2 separate regions of the Mus musculus genome follow, and region 2 is linked to region 1. A link is a contact called in public HiChIP or PLAC-seq data. All regions are on one chromosome and are shown on one strand. Each heading gives the region's core, a stretch centred on a gene start, on an enhancer-like site or on the middle of the called end of the contact. The rest is flanking DNA. Distances are from core to core; before and after follow the strand shown.

Region 1 (6,742 bases), core at 3,042-5,541:
GGGAATTGAGGGCAGCTTGGGCGACACATGAGACCCCATCTTGAGAAAAAAAGAATTACAGTGGTAATATTTATGTTGTATGTTTTGCCAAAATAAGTTAAAAACACTTTCCACAAAGTATTACCTTACAGGTCTCCAGGTCAGAAATCCAAAGTAGGTCTCAGGAGCTAACATGCCTATTGGCAGGACAGTGTTCCCTTTGTAGGTTTCAGGGGTGCAGTGGTTTCTACCTGATTATGTTTTCAGGTATATGAGTACACTGCAGCTGTCTTCAGACACACCAGCATTGGATCCCATTACAGATGGTTGTGAGCCACCATGTGGTTGCTGGGATTTGAACTCAAGACCTCTGGAAGAGCAGTCAGTGCTCTTAACGGCTGAGCCATCTCTCCAGCCCCTCTCTTCCATTTTTCAAGCCAGCAATAGCAGTTGAAGTTTCTTCTTCAATTGGTTCTCTCCTTCCACTATGTGGGTCTTGGGAATTGAACTCAGGCCATCAGGTCCACAGCAAGCTCCTTTGCCTGCTGAGCCCTCTAAACGGCTCTCATGCAATTTCTTTGATCTGTTCCTTTTCCTACCTCTTCCTTATTTTAATTTTATTTTTTTAAGTTTTTTTTTTTTAAGATTTCTTTATTATTATATCTAAGCACATTGTAGCTGTCTTCAGACACCCAGAAGAGGGCATCAGATCTCATTATGGATGGTTGTGAGCCACCACGTGAGCCAATCTCTCCAGCCCATTTTTTTAAGTTTTAAGATGAGGTCTTGCTATGGAGCCTATGTTGGCCTAAAGCTTATCATCTTCCTGCATCACTAACTTTTGTATGCTGGAATCACAGGTGTGCATCACCACACCCAGGATTTTAGAGACTCTTGGAACTCTCTTGCATCTCACTGGATAACGCAGGGTAACTTCTCCATTTCAAGACTAAGAACACATGAGATCTACAAAGTCTCTTTGCCATGAAGGTAACTCAGTAATAGTGATTCCGGGGCCAGTCATAGAGGTTCCGGGATCAGTCACAGCCGTTCCTGGGTCAGTCACAGTAGTTCTGGGGTAGGTTCTGGGACGCACCTGTACTTGCCACTGTAGACACAGAGGACAACTAAGTCTGGCTACGGAACTCACAGGGTCCACCTGCCTCTGTGTGCTACTATAACTTTCTGCATTGCTCTAAAGCAGTGATTCTCAACCTTCGGAATGCTGTGGCCCTTTAATATAGTTCCTTAGGTTGTGGTAGCCCACAATCATAACATTATTTTTGTGCTGGGTAGTGGTGGCACATGTCTTTTTAAAAAATATTTATTTATTTATTTTATTATATGTAAGTACACTGTAGCTGTTTTCAGACACTCCAGAAGGGGGCATCAGATTTCATTATGGATGGTTGTGAGCCACCATGTGGTTGCTGGGATTTGAACTCAGGACCTTTGGAAGAGCAGTTGGCACTCTTAACCGCTGAGCCATCTCACCAGCCCCAGCACATGTCTTTAGTACCAATACTCAAAAGGCAGGGGCAGGTGGCTCTCTGAGTTCGAGGCTAGCCTGGTCTACACAGCAAGTTCCAGAATAGCCAGGGCTACACAGAGAAACCATGTCTCATAAAATAAAACAAAAATTATTGCTATTTTAAAACTTTTTTGAAGTTTTGTAATTTTTGCTATCGTTATGAGCTGTAATATAAATATTTGTGTTTTCTGATGGTCTTAGGTGGCCCCTATGAAAAGGTTGTTCAACTTCCGAAGGGGTTGTGACCCACAACCTGAGAACTGCTATTCTAGAGGCAGAGACCCATATATTGAACTGGGTCTTGAGCTCAACGTAGCTTAGAATGAGCTTGTGTCTAAGCAGATCCACCATACCATCTGGTTTATGTAGTACGTGCTAGAGACTGAACCCAGGTCTAAACGGTGCTAGGCAAGTGCTCTACGGACCGAGCCACACCCAGGCCCAATGACCACAGGTCCTGAGTAGAGATTTTGTCGGCTCTAGGCTCGATGGCGTACATCTGTCAGCTAGACTGGATTACGCACATCAGCTTTGCCTTTGGATGGATTTTACAGCTTACCAGGCCACGCTCGCTCGTCTGGAGGCAAACTCGTGGAGATGTTAGGTGGGGGCACGAAGGAATAGGCAATGGGTGTGGCCTGCCCAGCAAGTTGTCCATGGCCTTCAGAAGCACAGAGCATAATCAATATGGATGACAAATTGATTTAGGCTGCTCCCTGCTGCCATTGTTCCTTATGGCTTTCGGTGGTTAGTTACTGCCATAAAGAAATTTATAAAATGTGTTTTTCCACACTTATTTACTTTGGTGTGTGTGTGTGTGTGTGTGTGTGTGTATGGAGGTCAGAGGATAGCTTTCGGGAATCAGTTATCTCCTATCACGTGGGTTCTGGGAATCAAATTGTATGGCTTGCCAGCACGTGACCCTACCCACTAGACCGCCTTGCCAGCAGCCCCAAGACACAAGTTTTAAGGATGAGGGTGGACCTGAACGTGGCAGCTTTTTCTTTTTCTTTTTAAAAATGTATTTATTTTATGTATATAGGTACACTGTAGCTGAACAGATGGTTGTGAGCCTTAATGTGGTTGTTCAGAATTGAATTTTTTTAGGACCTCTACCCACTCTGGTTGACTCCACTCGCTCCAGTCAACTCCACTCGCTCAGTCCTTGCTCCTGCTTATTATACGTTAAGTATACTGTAGCTGTCTTCAGACATGCCATTCCCATTATGGGTGGTTGTGAGCCACCATGTGGTTGCTGGGATTTGAACTCAGGACCTTCAGAAGAGCAGTCAGTGCTCTTACCCACTGAGCCATCTCGCCAGCCCATGGCAGCTTTTTCTTTCACATCCTTTTTGTTGTTGTTGTTGGTGATGATGATGCTTTAGAGTCCAGGACTCTCACTTGCCAGGCAAGCGATTGCTACTGGGCTACAGCCCCAGCCTTCATCACGTCGACTTGAACAAACACCCGTGGATCTGGCTTGTTTCCAGATAGGTATTTAGTAAATGCCTGGTTGTGATAATAGTTATCACAAACTATTTATTTTAAAATGATCACACGGCATGACTGACCTTTTTGGAATGCATATCTGTACATTTTAATACATGTAGAGATTTCTTTAGTCACCATGAGAATATAAACAGTTTCATTGCCCACCCCCAACTTCCCATTTATTCTTTTATAATTACATTCTCCTCCCTCTCTTGGTTCCTTGCAAGTTCTTATATATTCTATGTCAGTGTAGTATTGTCTTTTAAAGAATGTCATAGAGGGGCCATTGAGACAGCTCAGTTGGTAAAGGATCTTGCCCTGACAACTTGGGTTTACTCCTGAACCCTAAATCTCCTTAGGAAGGAGAGACTCCTAAAAGTTGGACTCTGACCTCTATAGCATGCCAACACACATATAATAAACTAGTGTAATAAAAATAGGATGAGTACTGTATAGGCTTGTCTGACATGCTTTGTGCCTGGCGGCTTCAAGCCCGGTGCCCCCCAAACAACAAAAAGAACCACTTGGTTTCTTTTTATTGCTGAGTAGCACTTAATACATTTTGCTTTTGGTTTTGAGTACCTACTGTGTGCCAAGGACTGTGCTAAGTTCTAGAAGTATAACAGACGACGGGTCAGCTTTAATGGATGGAGGAAGAATGTGTGCCACTCATCTATACTCATGTGCAGACTGTTATTCAGCCATAAAGAGTGAAATGAAGTCGCAGTAAAATGGGTGGAACTGAAAATAAGCCAGACCCAGGAACAAATAGCGTATGTTTTCTGTCTTAAGTGAACTTTGCATTATAAAAAGTAAATAAAGCAGGTTCCAGGAGTGTGACACACACCCTTTTGAGAGTGGGAGAATCAGCAGAAAAGGAAGGGACAAAGGGATTGAGAGTCAGATGATTTTGACACAGACTGATGCTAAAAAAAAAAAAAAAAAAAAAAAAGGGAAAATACCACAAGCCTGCCATTCCGTACAAATATTATATGTAAATTGTTTTAATAAAAAAGAGGGCTGTGGAGGTGGCTCAGAGGGAAAAGAGGCTTGCTGACAAGCCTGACGGCCTGGGTTTGATCCCTGGGCTCTTCACGGTGGAAGGAGAGGATGGAATTCGTGGCGTTTTATGGATTCCTATGAGCGCCATAGCTGGTGTGTGCTCCCCACTCCCCATTAAACAAATAATCCTGAAGAAAAGGAAAGGAATGGGTGTGGTTCCTATCAGCTTGAGGTCACAGGCACTGAACCCCAGAGTCCTAAGGTCTACAGAGCTTACTGAGTTCTGAGCTACCCAAGGTGTGGTTCATGGGGCAGCAGGGCCTGCCTTCCTCAGAGTTGGTTAGAAGGCACCCTCTGGGCTCCACTGCAGACCCACGCAGCACAGCTGCTAGAACACCATCACCTGTAGATTCTGTACACATTTTTGAGCTTCTGGCCTGATCTTACCCTCCCAGACCTGCCCAGGACCCCCTCCATCCTTGTAGGAATGAATTCAGTGTCTGGGTCCCTTCTCTGTCCCCTCGGCCAGCCCTTTCCAGCAATAAGTAGCTCAAATTGTTTGCAGTTTTTCTTAGAATAAATGAAAATTTGCTTTATGTAAGTCCCACTCTACGGGGCTGGTTCTGACTTTCAGCTTAGTCCAAAATACACCGACTTCTTCTATCACATAATCCCTCTTTGGTTATTTACAGAGCTGGTGCGCTCGGCTCCAGGCTGCACACACTCGCAGCCACAGTCTTTCTTCATATTCATGTATTTGCCCACTTTGTATATTCTCATTTGTGCTTATGGTATTGAGAATCTCAACTCAGCCAACCTAAAGAAAAAAATTACAGTTTAAAAAATAGAACTTGTGGGACTGGAGAGATGGCTCAGTGGTTCAGAGCGCTTTGTGATCTATGGTGAGGACCCAAGCTTGGACCCCAGCACCCCTGTTGGTCGGCTCACAAACGTCTGTAACTCCGGGTACAAGGGGTCAGACATCTTTTTATGACCTTCATGGTACATTCACATACATGTGATATACACTCACATAAAATAATAGTAATAATAATAACACAAGATTTAAAAGATTGAGGATTAAATGGGCTCACTGGAATTGTTCTTCTGACTGTAAGCTATAAATGATGGGAAGACAACCTCGTGTATATGTGTGTATGTGCATGTATGTGTGCATGTTCATATATGCATCTGCACATGTGTGTGGAGGCTGAGGGTGATCTCAGGTGTCTTTGTTGGTGCTCTTCACCTTATTTTCTTGTTTTTGTTTGTTTTGTTGTTAAAATATTTATTTAGAGTAGTGTGTGTGTGTGTGTGTGTGTATGTGTGTGTGTGTGCATGTGTGTGCGTGTGTGTGTGTGTGTATGTGTGTGTGTATGTGCGTGTGTGTGTGTGTGTGTATGTGTGTGTGTATGTGTGTGTGTATGTGCGTGTGTATGTGTGCGTGTGTGTATGTGTGTGTGTGTATGTGTGTGTGTATGTGTGCATGTGTGTATGTGTGTGTGTATGTGCGTGTGTTTGTGTGTGTGTATGTGCGTGTGTATGTGTGTGTGTATGTGCGTGTGTATGTGTGCGTGTGTGTGCGTGTGTGTGTGTGTGTGTAAGTGCGTGTGTGTGTGTGCACGCACGCATGCCACACTGCACATATGGGGATCTGAGGACGACTTTTAGGAGTCAGCTCTCTTTTCCCACCATGTTTTGGAGGTGGTCTCTCCTCTCTTCTCCCTGCAGGAGCGCTGCCCTTGAGGTTACAGACCTGAGCCACAGAATCCAGCTCTTTTCCAGAGGAACAAACTGTGTTTATCAGGGTGGAGAGCCAAGTGCTCTCACCCACTGAACCCCCTAAGCCAGCAGCCTGCAACCCCGCATTTATTTATTTATTTATTTATTTATTTATTTATAGTCAGAGTGTTCCACTGAACCTAGAGCTGACTGTCTAGAATGGTTTCCAGCAAGCCCCAGGGACCCCCAGTCTCTGCCCTCTCAGCCCGGGGTTACAGCTGACTGTGATGTGCCAGCCTTTTTACACAGGTGTTGGGGATTGAACTCAAGCCTCTCGCTTCTATATGAAATATTTCACAGCTTACTATCTCCTCAGCCCCTGGGAGACACTGACTGCATCTGCAGCACCGAAGGCCGTAGGATTGAAGCTGCGTTTGGTGTGCTAGTAAGATCACTGGTGGCCTTGGGCCCCCAGGGAGTTTCAGGGAGGGGACTGGATAGTAGAGACACAAGAAAGAATTGGAGTTAGAACTTTTATAAATTATTTTTATTATTATTATTATTTTGAGAGAGTCTTGTCGTGTAGCTTGCTGGTTAGGAGCTGCTAACACTCCTGCCTCTGCTTCTGGGATTATAAATTGGAGGTTTGAGTTCCATTCTCCATCCTCTGCCGGGAGGGGAGGGGGCTGGAGCCTTAGTTCAGTCACCAGTGGCCAATGATTGACGCCATCATGCCTCTGTGATGGACCCTCTTGAATGGCGGGCAGGGCATGGTGAACTCCCTAAGAGGGTGATATAGCCAGCAGACTCAGGGTGACTCGGTGGTGACCCTGGCCCCCACTTTGCTCCCTAGTGCCTCCATTAGGCTGCTCCCGAGTCACATCCTTTGTAACCACAGAAATGTCCATCTAAATAACATCAGAGTCCTGTGTACAACTCTAGCTGTTACCAAACCAAAAGCGGGGGTGGGGGTGGGGGGGGGGGAGAAGGGAACCCCTGACTGGGGCAAAGCCTAAA
Region 2 (6,999 bases), core at 1,475-3,974, 170 kb after region 1:
TTCCATGGTGATTTTAAATGCCATCAAGTTGTCAATCAAGATTAGCCATCACACTGGCTATATGGGAAGGCCCCTCGGGGCTGGAGAGATGACTCACCAGTTAAGGGCACTTACTGCTTTTACAGAGGACCCAGGTTCAATTTCTGAAAACCACAGGGTAGCTAACAACCATCTGTAACTCCAGTTGCAGGGCATCCAACATCCTTTTCAGGCTTCTGTGGGCATCAGGCACGTAGGTAGTATTCAGACATACATGCAGGCCAAATACCCATATACGTAATAAAAATAAAATAAAATAAAATAAAATAAATATGCAAAACACCATTAACAGACCGAGACCTATGGTCACTTTGTCCAAAGCCAGCTACCATAGTACAAGCAAATGAGTCTGGGTGTCTACATCTACAGAGTCACTGGTGGAAGGCCACGGAGTCAACATTCAAGAGCAGAGAGTGGGTGTGTCCTGCCGAGAGTGGCTGATTCTGCTGAGATAAACCTACCAGCATGGCTGTGCTGCCATGCAGACTTTCCTGTTTTGAATTCCCAGCAGATAACCTTTCCTCTCCTTTGCAGCCCCTAGGGCATCTTCCTATAGCAGCCTCTCCATTTACCAGTCAGGTTCCAGTCCTGATACACTTTAGAACTACACGGAGCTTTAACTAGGTACTCAGGCCCAGCCCGACCAACTGGGGACGGAACTCAGGCATTGCTGTGCATTAAAGCAAAGAAAATATGATTGAGGCTGGAGATTTAGCTCTGTGGGAAAGCACTCATGTAGCAGGCAGGCCCTGGTTTGATCTCCTGAACTACAAGTTAATTAGTTTAAAAAAAGGTTGAATCTGACTAGTGTTTAAGTAGGTGCTCTGTTTCCATAACAAAATATTTGAGATGGATACTTTATAAAGAATATCAGGGGACCGGGGAGATGGCTCGGTAGGTAAAAATGCTTCTGAGCAAGCAATGAGGGCCCCAGTTCAGATGCAGTGAAAAGCTGGGCACATAGTGTAATCTCAGCACTGGAAATGGAGAGCAGGCAGCTTTCTAAAGGTCCTTGGCCCAGCAGACTAGCTGAGTAGAACTAGAGCCATAGGGTAACCTACACACGCATACACAGAGGGTTTGGGGAGAGGGAGAGAAACAGAGACAGGGAAAGACAGAGACAAAGAGAGATGTATGCACACAGATATATTTTACACATATACAAACACATACAGATATGCATACACATACAAGTACACACACATACAGAAAGTACACAGATATACAAACACACACACAGAGATATACACACACAGATATACAAACACATACAAGTACATACACATAGAGAAGATACACAGATATACATACACATACAAGTATACACACATATAAGTACCTACACATACAGAAAGTACACAGATAGATACATATACACACACATTGCTACATACTTTTGCACACACATACCCAATACATCACCACTGAATAGGCACCTATAGCCCATTCATTCCGGAGACACTGTGGAGCACCACTGTGCTGCGACTTTCCACAAAGGCTGGTCAACAGGCACCACTAACTCAGAGGCTTCTCGGCCACCCAGGAACACAGGCTGAGCTCATCTGTGATTGGCAGTTTCCTCCACATGAGGGAAGTGAACAGAGGTGCCCTGGCTTCAGATCTTATGTCATGGATAGCTATACTGCCTGGCCCAGCTTGGTCAACATGCAGAATCATGAGAGAAGCCACAATGGTGGTGGTGGTGGTGGTGGTGGTGGTGGTGGTGGTGGTGGTGTGTGTGTTTGGAGAGAGTGCATCTGAGGTCTGCCTGGGGGTCTGCCTATTCCCACCTTCCCAGAGCTGGAGTTATGAGCATGCACTGCCATTCATTGGGGCTACAGGCACTACCACACCCTGGTCTTACATGGCTCCTCAAGCCCCTTTGGCAGGCATTTTACTGACTTTGGCATCTCCCAGCCCTTACAGTGGGGCGTGAGCAGCTACATTTTAAGGTGTTTTGTTACAAGCCTATAAGTAGCAGGCACCTCACAGAACACTAGGAGGAGGAGCAAGAACCAGGCTTACTTTTCCTGTTGAGAGGCAAATAATAAATACTTTAGGTTTTGAAAATCATAGATAATAAGGTCACTTTCGGCACATTTAGTACCAAAAGCACTCACAGATGAGATGTTAGGGAATGAGTGTTTGAATAAACCTTTATTGACAGTGGCTGGCAGGCTAAGGTTTATTCTATCTAAACAGTTGTTGAATATGTGTGACATGCATGCATACACATGAGCCTGTGCGATACATCTCCATGAGAAACATATATCTGATTAGGTGTCAGTATGTCCCTGTTGGGTTCTGTAAGGAAAAGCAATGAGCTTAACCCAGGCAACATTTCAACATAGTGATCCAAGGACTTCCTGCTTCTGTAGCAAGGAGAAAAGGAGGCATCAGAGGAAGCCAAGAGAAGAGACAGCTGCTGTGTCCTTCTTGTTTGTCTCTGGATTAAGTCTGGAGGGGAAGAAGGCCAGTGGCTGGGCTACTGTAGGGCCAGCCGCCCACGCTTTCCCCCATCTGCTAAAAGAGAAATGAAATCACCCTGGGGCCAGGGGTGGGGAGAAGAAGCTGTAAAAATGAAAAGGAACCAGGGAGCTTTTAAAGAGAGACTGGGAGAGGGCTGTATGCCCCTCCTGCAGGGCGATTGTGGACACTGGACTGCAAGTTTCATTTTGATCCTCCCCCTGGGACTCTCATAGGGTAACTTCCTGCTTGAGTCATTTCTCTGGATGAGTTTAAAGAACTAGGAACACAGGAGCTACTGAGAGTTGGCTTTTTTTTTTTTAAGCGAGCCTGAGGATGTGGGTTCAAAACCTGACGTGTACTTCCTTGGGGCCTATGACTTCATTCTGCTGAGCCAAGAGCTCCTTATTGGTAAAGTGGGGTGGCTCCTAGAGCCACCTCCTGGGACAGTAGCAGTAGTGAGAACTGTGGATGTCAAATGTTTGACGCAGAGCTTTGCGCTTATGAAGCATTCCCAAGGCTGCTCCCTGAGACAGACCTTCAGTGTTCTTCTGGGATTCCAGACTTTTGAGATGTCATCCCCGACACCTCTGGGCTATGCTAGGTTCATTTATGATGTCATAGAAACCTGTTCCTTTGCCTCAAAGCATGCACCTTTATTGGCCCCGTGTCTGATAACAATCTTTCTAGCCAGCCGTGCGTAAGCTGCAGACACGGGAGGTTCTGTCTGCTAACCATTCCATCCTGTCCTCTGCACAGGGCTAATATATTTATTTGATATATTGATATTTGAGATTTACTTCTCAGCTTCCAAAGAGATCCTCTAAAGCAGCGGTTCCCAGCCTTCCTTGTGCTGTGACCCTTTAATACAGATCCTTGTGTTGTGGTGACCCCAACCATAAAATTATTTTTGCTACTACTTCATAACTGTAAATTTGCACTGTTATGAGTCATAATATAAATATTTGTTCCTCCCCCCCCCCCAGTGACCTTAGGCTACCCCTGTGAAAGGGAAGGATTGTTCGATCCATAAAGGGATTGTGACCCCCAGGTTGAGAACTGCTGGGCCAATGCAACATCCTGAGCCATCAGTTAGGTTAGGTTAGGCTAAGTTAGGCTGTGCTGTAGGGACAAGAAACCCCAATGTTTAGCTTCAGAAGCCTGACATCACAAAGGCCGACTTCTCGGCCATCTAAATATAATTCCTGTGACTTACAGGCAGTGATTATGTGTCAGTGACTCAGTTGCAATTTAAGATGCTGTTGTTGTAACTGGTCACTGTTATTGTCCCTGCAGGGCCAAGCATATGTCTCTTCTGCTCCCTGCCCATTGCATATAATTGGTTACTTGGCCCTGTGCACCTACAGGGGACTTTGAAGTAGAGGATTACTCATAGCTAGCAAGCGTGTGGAAGCGCCTCTGCTTTAGAGAGTTCAGACTCTGAGGGCAGTTTCAAGTATCTGTGAATATGCAGAGGAAGTCCCAATGCTCTCTGAAGACTTGGAAAAAACAGATCACTACTAACTAGCTGGCTTCTGAAAACCAGGTCAAATAGCACCTCGGCAGCCTTGAGTGATCAGTTCTAAGACCCACGCCAAGACCCACGCCAAGACCCACCCAAACTGCGGATGCCCACGTCTTCTGCATTCAATGGCAAGAAAAACAACAACAACTGAATGGACACTGTGACTATGCCTGTAATCCTAGCATTTGGGACACCCAGTTCTAGGTGAGCCAGAGCTACAGAGTGAGGTCCTTTCTCTCCCAAACTATGAACGTCTCCCATGTTCTTTATATCCATGTGTTCCACAGCATACATGTAGAGGTCAGAGATCAATGTTCAGAAAGCAGCCCTTTCTGGGTTGCCAGGGTCAGCTTGGCTTGGCAGTCTAAGCACCTTTATCAGGGGAGCCATCTTGCCAACCTCAGATATAATTTTCTAAGTGTATTACTATTGTATGTGTGCATGTATGTATACATGTGGGTATGAGCATGCCACAAGTGTGTAGGTGAAGATCAGAGGGCAACTTTTAAGAGCCGGTTCTCAGCAGGCTTTCTGGGCAAGAGTTTTACTTGCTGAGCTGTCTTGCTGGCCTCCAGACTTAGTTTTTGTTTTTTTCCCTGAATCTTGGCTCTGTGGATGGTTGAAGTCACAGCTGTGCAAGTCATAGATATGGAAAATTAACGGTATTTATCAGGAAAAGCATGGGACTCACACAGCCTTTGCCCATGTGACATCTGAGACATGTGAGGCAGTGTCTTCAGTCTGCAGTTTCTTGCCCTTGAGATTCAGAAGGCGGCGGCTCATCCCCAGAGCCTTAGCCGTTGTCTCCACGGCAGGAATGTTTTGATGCTTTCATTTTGATAAGGTATCGAGGGCCACTCATTAGAGGCCTAGCTCCTGATTTGAAGTGACTAATGATTAAATAAGCCATGAAGATAAACATCTTTCAAGAGATTAGGTCCTTAAAAGCTTCTGGTTGGGTCTGGAAGGCAAAGGGATTTCTGGGTTTTTCCCCCTGGCTTCAGTGAAAGGTGACTCAATGGACTTGAATTTCCTCTTCAGGGCCAGCTCAGAGTCACTGCACCTAAAGAGGAAGAGAGTGAGATAAACGGTGGCCAGGAGCTGGGCAGTGACCTGTTCTTCTTCTATGGTTAAAATGTTTGCCTTGGTTTCATGAGAACGCGAGTTCTGTCACCAGGACCTATGTTAAACAGCCTTGTGTGGTGGTGGTACATGGTTGTAATGTCAGTACTGGGGAGGTGGAAACAGGTGGATGGATTCTGGGGACTTGGTGGCCAGTCAGTTTAGCTAACTGGGTGAGTTCTAGGCCACTTGGAGTCTGTTTTGAAACAAAACCAAAACCAAAAAAAAACAAAACCAGATGGCAGATAGAGCCTGAAAATTATACCCGAGGTTACCCTCTGACTGTCACATGCATATGCACACCCACATCTCCCACATCTGCCTTCACACACACACACACACACACACACACACACACACACACACACACAGGACATGTGCATGAACACTTGGATAAAGTCATTGGATGTTCATGAAAAGAGCTAGCATTTTAAGAAGACAGAAAAGACTTGCTGCACATTGAATCCTGAATGTCTCTCATGTGTTAAAGACTTGGTTTCCACCCCATGATGTGATTGGAAGGGAGGCAAGGGGTTGAACCGCTATGCAGTTCAGCCTAGTAGGAAGAAGGTAGGTCACTGGGGGCCATGCCATTTGAAGGGAAGCTCAGACTCTCTCTTCCTTGATGTTCCCCTATGGCGATGAGGAGTAGCAACAGAGCCAACTGACCATGACCTGAAGCCTCTAAGACTGTGCCCAAGTAGACTGTTTCTTCCTCCTCTTCTTCTCTGACTGCTTCTTCTTAAAACTTGACTGTGTCTGGTATTTTGTTGGTGACAGAAAGCCAGGGTCTAGGGGATGCTTTCTCCAGGATGGTAGATAACAGAAGGAGGGTGGTGTCTTTCTTCCCAATATTGAAGCTTTTTCTCTGTGGAGAAGTTTCGTTATGACTCTGACATCTTAACCAGTTTGTCTCTGTCTTCCTGGGGATTGAGAAAAGAGAAGTGTCTGCAAATGTAAGCACCATGCCTGCTCAGCAATAATGCTTGTCCTGTGCCTCTCATCCCAAGAGTTCTGTCCATTATCACCTCTGCTGCTGACCCTTCAACCTTCCTGTCTCTGCCAGGAAGCAGACATGACAAATATCAACTGGTTCCATCATTCTTGATGTTGAAATGACAGGCAGAAGGTTCTGAAAGGGCCACCAGACAGAAGCCAGTGGTTAATGACTCTATAGTCTACATTCATCCATGGAGTTCTGTCCTGCACTCTCTAAGGTTCTGGTATGTGGTAGAACTGCAAGTTTGGGTATCTTGCAAAGTCTCTGGTGTGTCCTAAGAAAGCTAGGGCCAGGGCCACTGAGAACCTGAGCCTTCTGCCTGGAACTCTAGCAATTAAGACAACTGGAGAATGTTTTGTGAGAAGATGAGGCCCTGTGGAAGAAGGAAATGACTGTGAGCAAGCCACTAACTGGATGGACCTCTTCCTACACACAGCTACTCCAAGTGTTCAAAGCTGTAGAGTCAGCCTTGGTCCCACTGAGAAGAAAGTCTTGTGATGGAGAAACAATGGGCTGAGGCTTGAGGGGGATCCCCTCTTGTGAACTCATCCTCTGCTTGTTCCAATCCTAGGGGCGACTGCAAACATCTCACACTTCCCCTGTGTACATGAGTTGTTCTTCCAGAACCCCTATCAAAGGATGAGTTTTCACTCTCATGTTGAATATTGAAGCGTGGTATTTTTAAAAAATTAACTGGCTTAACAAAATAATTATAATCATCATCACAAGTAAACATGACCCTGAGACAAGACACACCTGTCAAGGTTATGGCATGCCAACTTAGGACAGTCTAAATCAAGTAGATATGAAATGGTAGGTCCTCTACTGCTCCCTTTTTCTGGTAGAA

Evidence for each region. HiChIP or PLAC-seq counts read pairs in DNA pulled down with a chosen protein or histone mark.
Region 2: a contact with region 1 is called in a FOXA1 HiChIP or PLAC-seq map of pancreatic cancer cells. The contact joins two enhancer-like sites. A contact is called at or near these places in 14 of 39 promoter capture datasets (the 3T3-L1 cell line, 3T3-L1-derived adipocytes, the C10 cell line and 9 more), 2 of 484 Hi-C or Micro-C datasets (the N1E-115 cell line and embryonic fibroblasts), 3 of 115 datasets of contacts at active chromatin or transcription factors (embryonic limb bud, embryonic stem cells and pancreatic cancer cells) and 1 of 9 other capture datasets (embryonic stem cells).

Annotation. Positions count from the first base shown.
Region 1 is chr7:118,305,665-118,312,406 of GRCm38.p6, forward strand. No RefSeq gene overlaps it. Among named protein-coding and RNA genes, the nearest start is that of Gm35083, 18 kb to the right of the region's middle. Within about 2 kb of position 4,292, at least 14 of the 459 cell types and tissues checked have an H3K27ac peak or open chromatin away from gene starts, as enhancers often do. A contact at or near this core is called in pancreatic cancer cells, where this site is marked.
Region 2 is chr7:118,476,542-118,483,540 of GRCm38.p6, forward strand. No RefSeq gene overlaps it. Among named protein-coding and RNA genes, the nearest start is that of Itpripl2, 12 kb to the right of the region's middle. Within about 2 kb of position 2,725, at least 101 of the 459 cell types and tissues checked have an H3K27ac peak or open chromatin away from gene starts, as enhancers often do. A contact at or near this core is called in pancreatic cancer cells, where this site is marked.